Regions from separate parts of the Capra hircus genome. Here region 1 is linked to region 2. The links are chromatin contacts, called in public Hi-C maps. All regions are on one chromosome and are shown on one strand. The core of a region is the stretch at or near the end of the contact, and the rest is flanking DNA. Distances in the headings are between cores, read along the strand shown.

Evidence for each region. A called contact is a pair of places that touch in the nucleus more often than the background predicts.
Region 1: a Hi-C map of blood shows a contact between it and region 2, with 2.6 times the contacts expected there. The contact joins the enhancer-like site here to the promoter of TAGAP in region 2. A contact is called at or near these places in 2 of 5 Hi-C or Micro-C datasets (both in blood).

Annotation. Positions count from the first base shown.
Region 1 is chr9:82,727,141-82,730,294 of ARS1.2, reverse strand. All of the region lies in intron 2 of LOC108636785 (rho GTPase-activating protein 20-like), which reads left to right. Among named protein-coding and RNA genes, the nearest start is that of FNDC1, 47 kb to the left of the region's middle. Within about 2 kb of position 1,549, at least 2 of the 5 cell types and tissues checked have an H3K27ac peak or open chromatin away from gene starts, as enhancers often do.
Region 2 is chr9:82,669,062-82,671,923 of ARS1.2, reverse strand. TAGAP (T-cell activation Rho GTPase-activating protein) reads left to right here and starts at 1,392. Exons shown (of 10, transcript XM_018053423.1): 1 at 1,392-1,510; 2 at 2,110-2,194; 3 at 2,283-2,336; 4 at 2,629-2,695. The coding sequence starts at 2,168.

The DNA.
Region 1 (3,154 bases), core at 300-2,799, 58 kb before region 2:
ATTTAGAGTCTGGAGGCCTGGCTTTATCTCCTCCTCTGTCAACATTTACCTTCTGTTCCTCACAGCTCTGAGCCTTGGGTTGCCCATCTGTAAATAGGGCTCACGGATTCTTGCTTGACTCACAAGGTAGATGAGAATTAAAGCAAGGCCATGTAGGTAAAGAGTAGTCTAAATTCTAAATCTTCTGAAAGCCATGTATGAATTTTAGAGAAAATATTAGAGAACTAATGATAACACAGTGATATTTAATGATAACACAAGGGCTTCCCTGGCCGCTCAGCTGGTAAAGAATCTGCCTGCAATGTGGGAGACCTTGGTTTGATCCCTGGGTTGGGAAGATCCCCTGGAGAAGGGAAAGGCTACCCTCTCCATTATTATGGCCTGGAGAGTTCCAAAGGGGTTGCAAAGAGTCGGACATGACTGAGCGACTTTCACACTTTCACACAATGATAACATCACAGGAGGAAAAGAGGCTCAGACCACAAAGCCCTGAGACTCTCAAAGGCAGTGGCAGCTCTGTGAGATTTTAAGTCTGGGACTAGATCAAGCTCATACACTTAAAAAAAATCCCCAGAGAGTTATGTGGAGGATGGAGGGGTTCAGAGAGTCAGGGGAATTCAGGTCTGAGACAAGGAAACCCGGAGAAACTATTGAGTTATGCAGGACAAGCCTTACGCCCAGACTTCAGGGGAAAACACCCTGAAACAGAGTGCCTAGAGAGAGAGAGGTGTGTCTGTGTCTTTACTCAGGGCGGCTCCTAAAGCAGGCCACCCCAGGGCCCTGGGGAGTAGAAGGCCCACATCTCGGCTGCCTCTAAACCCCAGCCCCCTGCCACGCATGACCTCAAGCTCAGGCTTTCTACTGCTGAAATCGGTTTAAAAGCACTTTGTTCCTGTTGAAAAACCACCAGTTACTCGGAGAACCCCTAAATGCTTCATCGTTCTCCACTCCTTATGTCAGATCTAGAGAGAGATGGAGTTCAGGTCAGAGAGTTGGACTAGAGTACTGGTACTGGTACCTGGCCCTTCCAGTGAGTGTCCCTTTGAGCACACTCACTCTGCGTCCACGAGAAACTTCTTTCTTCCCTTACTTGAAGCAAAGTGATGCTGGAGCAGACTTTTGAGTGTCCCTTAGACTGCAAGGAGATCAAAGCAGTCAGTCCTAAAGGAAATCAGTCCTGAATATTCATTGGAAGGACTGATGCTGACGCTGAAACTCCAATACTTTGGCCACCTGATGCAAAGAACTGACTCGTTGGAAAAGACCCTGATGCTGGGAAGGATTAAAGGCGGGAGGAGAAGGCGACGACAGAGGATGAGATGGTTGGATGGCATCACTGACTCGATGGACATGAGTTTGGGCAAGCTCTGGGAGTTGGTGATGGACAGGGAGGCCTGGCATGCTGCAGTCCATGGGGTCACAAAGAGTCAGATACAACTGGACTGACTTGAAGCATGCTCACAAGCTTGCTCAGGCCGGGAGCTGACTCTGAGTCCAGCGGGGGCCCTCAATATACTATATAAGTCCCCAGGTCAGGGTCTAGGGCAGCGGCTCAGGTCTCAAAAACGCAGGCAGCCAGCACTTTCACTGTGAGAAGCCGCCATCCGGCCCCACTTGGCTGGAAATTCATCATTACGTGGAGAGGCAAAGGGCCTCGTTATTTCCATCCACCATGTATTTGCTACATCACTGGTTTCCTATTTCAGCACGTTTAAAAAATTTCCCCTCAGGGGAGAGTGCTGAGGCGCCTTTGTTGTGAAATATGGTTAACACAAGGTGCTTTTTTTTTTCATGATGTCACTCAGAGTAGGTCTCTGTATATAGGAAAACTAACGCCTCTGTGGCTGTACAGTCCTCTGGGATGTCAAAGAAATGCAGAGAAGAGGGCAGGGATGGTTAAGGGGAAGAGCAGTGAAATGTGAGGGGAAAGAAAAAAACAGTGTTTAGACCAAGATCAAAATGTGGAAAAGCGCTTGGCGGGGGCAGCATTCTAAAAAAAGAAACCTTACCTACTTCCTCTTGCTGGTCATGGCTTATCTATGTGTCCATAGTTTTTAAAGCTGAAATGAATAATTATCTGACAGGTTTAGATCTGTTACTCTCAATATAGCTTGTAACATCAGATTTTAAATATTCAAATATTTTTCTCAAATCATCAGAGGCTATGTATTCATGCTTTTATGTGCTCTAAAGCTGCAGGTGACTAAGGCTGAAATGAGGCCAGCAGTCAGAGCATTGCCCTCCTGTGTTTAAATAAATGCTTAGAATCACTTGACATTTAATAAGATGTTGGCTTTCTGGCTTTTTAAATAGCTGGCAGGGACACTGGGCCCACATTCCTGTATGGTGCTGGTGGACCACCCCTTTGGACACAGCAAGACTTTTGCCATTTTTCCACAGACCCCACTACTCCCTATTACACACCACGACCATTCACTTTTCCCACCTGGCCCCTCAGGCATTTGAGGGTGCAGCCTCTGGGTCAGGCAGTGAGGCAAGCTCTGCTGGGTGTAGCCAAAGTTGTCCTCTGTACTAGTGAGCTTTTGTCCCTCCAACATGTGAAAATAATGAGGCATTTCCAAACAAACTCAGAAGCAACCAAAAGATGTTTATTTATCTATTTTTAAACGATGTGGGTTTTTTAAAATTTATTTAACCATAGTTGATTTACAGTGTTGTGCTAGTTTCAGATATACAGTTTCAGATTCTTTTCCATTATAGGTTATTACAAGATACTGAATATAGTACCCTATGTTATACAGTAAATCCTTGTTATTTGTTTTATATAAAGGGGTGAAAGTGAAAGAAAGTGAAGTCGCTCAATCGTGTCCAACTCTTTGCAGCCCCATGGACTGTAGCTTACTAGGCTCCTCCTTTCATGGGATTTTCCAGGCAAGAGTACTGGAGTGGGTTGCCATTTCCTTCTCCATATATAAAGTGGTATGTGTCAGTTAATAAACACAGACGGGAGTTCTAGTTCCCGGGTCCTGTGGTTTGAGTCCCAATTTCTCTACCCTTGAGCTTCCAGGGGCTCTCTATATAGGGGCTTCGCCAGTGGCTCAGATGGTAGAGAATCCACCTACAATGCAAGAGACATCAGTTCGATGTCCCTGGCTGGGAAAGATCCCCTGAAGAAGGGAATGGCTACCCACTC
Region 2 (2,862 bases), core at 143-2,642:
TTGGGAAGAACCTGGAGAAGGAAATGGCAACCCACTCCAGTATTCTTGCCTGGGAAATTCCATGAACAGAGGAGCCTGGGGGGCTACAGTCCATGGGATCCCTAAGAGTCGGACACGACTGAATCGATTTAGCAGCAGCAGCAGGTGGTGCTAGTGGTAAAGAACCTTCCTGACAATGCAGGAGACGTAAGAGACACGGGTTCAATCCCTCAATCAGGAAGATCTCTTAGAGGAGGGCATGGCAACCCATTCCACTCTTCTTGCCAGAATTTCCAGGTCAGAGGAGCCTGGCGGGCTACAGTCCATAGAGTTGCAAAGAGTCAGACATGACTTAGCAACTGAACAACCACAACAACCAGATCAAGAGGTGGGACCCTCCTTGGAGTCAAGAGATGGACCCTCTCTGACCCGCTCAGAGTCACTACCCAGCCCTACAGAAATGCCATGCTGGCTTCTAATAACACAGATTACTTTTGCTATTCTGGGGCTCTGCGTGCAAGGCACACTCTTTTGCGTCTGGCCTCTTTCACTCAACATTATTTTCTGAAACCCAGTCATGTCATTGAGCGTAGTTGTCGACTATTCATTCTCAGGACTCTGTAGGGCTCCACTGTGTGAAAATGCGTCACACTGTATGTATCCATTCTGTTGCCAGGGTATTTGAGTCACTTCATATATAGCCTAAGCCGTAGGAAAGACCAGAGATTCTCTTTCATCCAGAAGGTCGGATCCACAAATGAAATTCACCATCTCCTTTCTACTTTCAATGTCCAATCAAAGGAGATCATTTTCCTCCCACGTCAGAATTAGAGCTGATCTGACTATGACTTAAGTACTGAGTTAAGGAAGAGGTTAACATGTAGACAGCCTGCTCTGGTGGACTCGTCATAATCCCAAAGGAAACTGACCTGGCTTTGGATGATGACTGCGTTTCAAAAGAGGCAGCATGTCTTGACTTTCTTGGAGGGACCACATCCCACAGCTAGAGGGTGCTTATCAATGTACTGATGAACAGAGAAGACCGTGGATGGGTGGGGAGACTGCACCCAAACAGGATACCAAAATAAAGGGCACCTGAAATGATCACTTTAGAGAATATGACGATGTTTACGTACAGAATAACACAATTTCTTATTCACACATCCCACCTGTGAGATGAATCAGAGCCTTCACCTATGGCCGTATGTCATCTTTTCCACTCTCAGTGGTTTACAGATGTTGGACTTTGAAGTTGAAGAAGAAAAAAAAAGAACCAGAGCTGCCCTAAAAGAAATGAGGAAGTGAGAGCTCTGCAGTGTCTGGCCCAGGCCACAGCCCATGATGCTCTTTCCGGTCTCAGTAACATTTCCACCTGCCCGCCCCTTCTCCCTTATAACGCAGAACACGTGAAGTTAGAGCCATTCAGTCTCCTCGCTCACACTGGATTAGTAGGAGCAGAGTGTCATGTTATTTTTCCAATTTTCCACAGTTCACGGGAGGTAAAAGAAGTCTGGCTGGAGGCCCTCCGAGGGTAAGTACCATAAATCGGCCTGACACACAGCTGCCTGGCGGGGTCACTGGGCTTTGAGATCGTATCCAACAAAAATGGGTTTCACCGTACAATATGCGACACGTAGTGTTATGAAGAGTAAACTCAGACAGCTTTGCTTTCATGGGAAGCCAGCACTTCGGGGGCTCTAGGAATTCTGTACGTTATCTTTGTTTTATGTCTGCCATAAGCAGCGTCCTGGGGATCCATTGTTTTCCCTTTTCAGGTTACATGAGACAATCTGTGCAGAGCCCTTAACACAGTGCCCTGGCACATAGTGAACTCTCCTCCCAAAATGTTAGTTGTCATGCTAGCTGTTACTCAGATTATCTCCTGATGGGAACTTAATAAATGAGAAGCAAAGTTTGGCGTGATGAAGATGTCAGGTTTAAAGCTTTTAGAAAGTAGTGTGTTCAGATGCTGTGTTTAATAGCGTAAGACATCTGGTAACACATAACTGACTTTAAATGAACACTTCTCTAACTAGTAGTTTCAGACTTTGTGTTTTGGCAGAGTGGGGCTGAAACTGGCCATTGCGTTCCGTATTTCCTCCTCACTCTTTCCCGAATGATTTTTCGTAGACAAAGCCAAGGCCACCCAGGAGCAAAATTCATCACCGGACCGTCAGCCCGAACTCCAATGAAGCTGACAAGCAGCTGTCATGCCGTATGTGCCCCTCTTACATTGCTGCCTCGGACTTTCTCACGGCGAGGGTCAAAGATGTTTACCTAATTTGACTTCTTTTCTCTTGTAGTCAAAAACACTAAATGCCTGTGATATGGAGACATTAATTGAATGTCAATCAGAGGTAAGAAAGCTGTTTTTCAAACTTTTTATCTGCACCGTGAGATAGAAAACTTTGTTTTAATTGAATATCATGCATGTTGTTTAGTTATCAGAATAGAAATCAACATGATAAGTTGTAGTAAACACTAATATTAATTGAGATCTTGCATCATGATAAGCAAGATATTAATATTGATTCTGAAAAAAATTAATGGACTACTAACTGTTGATATGAATAAAATGGTGAATATATTTTGTGGGGAAAGACTAGGCAGATTTCTTCAATCATTAATTTTAATTAAATATATTTTTAGGGTAATATCAAGGAACATCCTCTGTTGGTATCATGTGAGAGTGAAGATAATATTTGCCAGCTAATTGGTGAGTTTTGAAAACACACTGATCTTTTATGTAAATGCTAACAACCAGTGTTCTTGGTTTGCCAAACCACAGTGCTTTACTAGGAATTTTTTTTTCGAAGTGTTCTCTTAAAGACCACAGAACATTAACCCTTGCATGGCAGGAAGGCTCCAGCTCACTAGACAGCA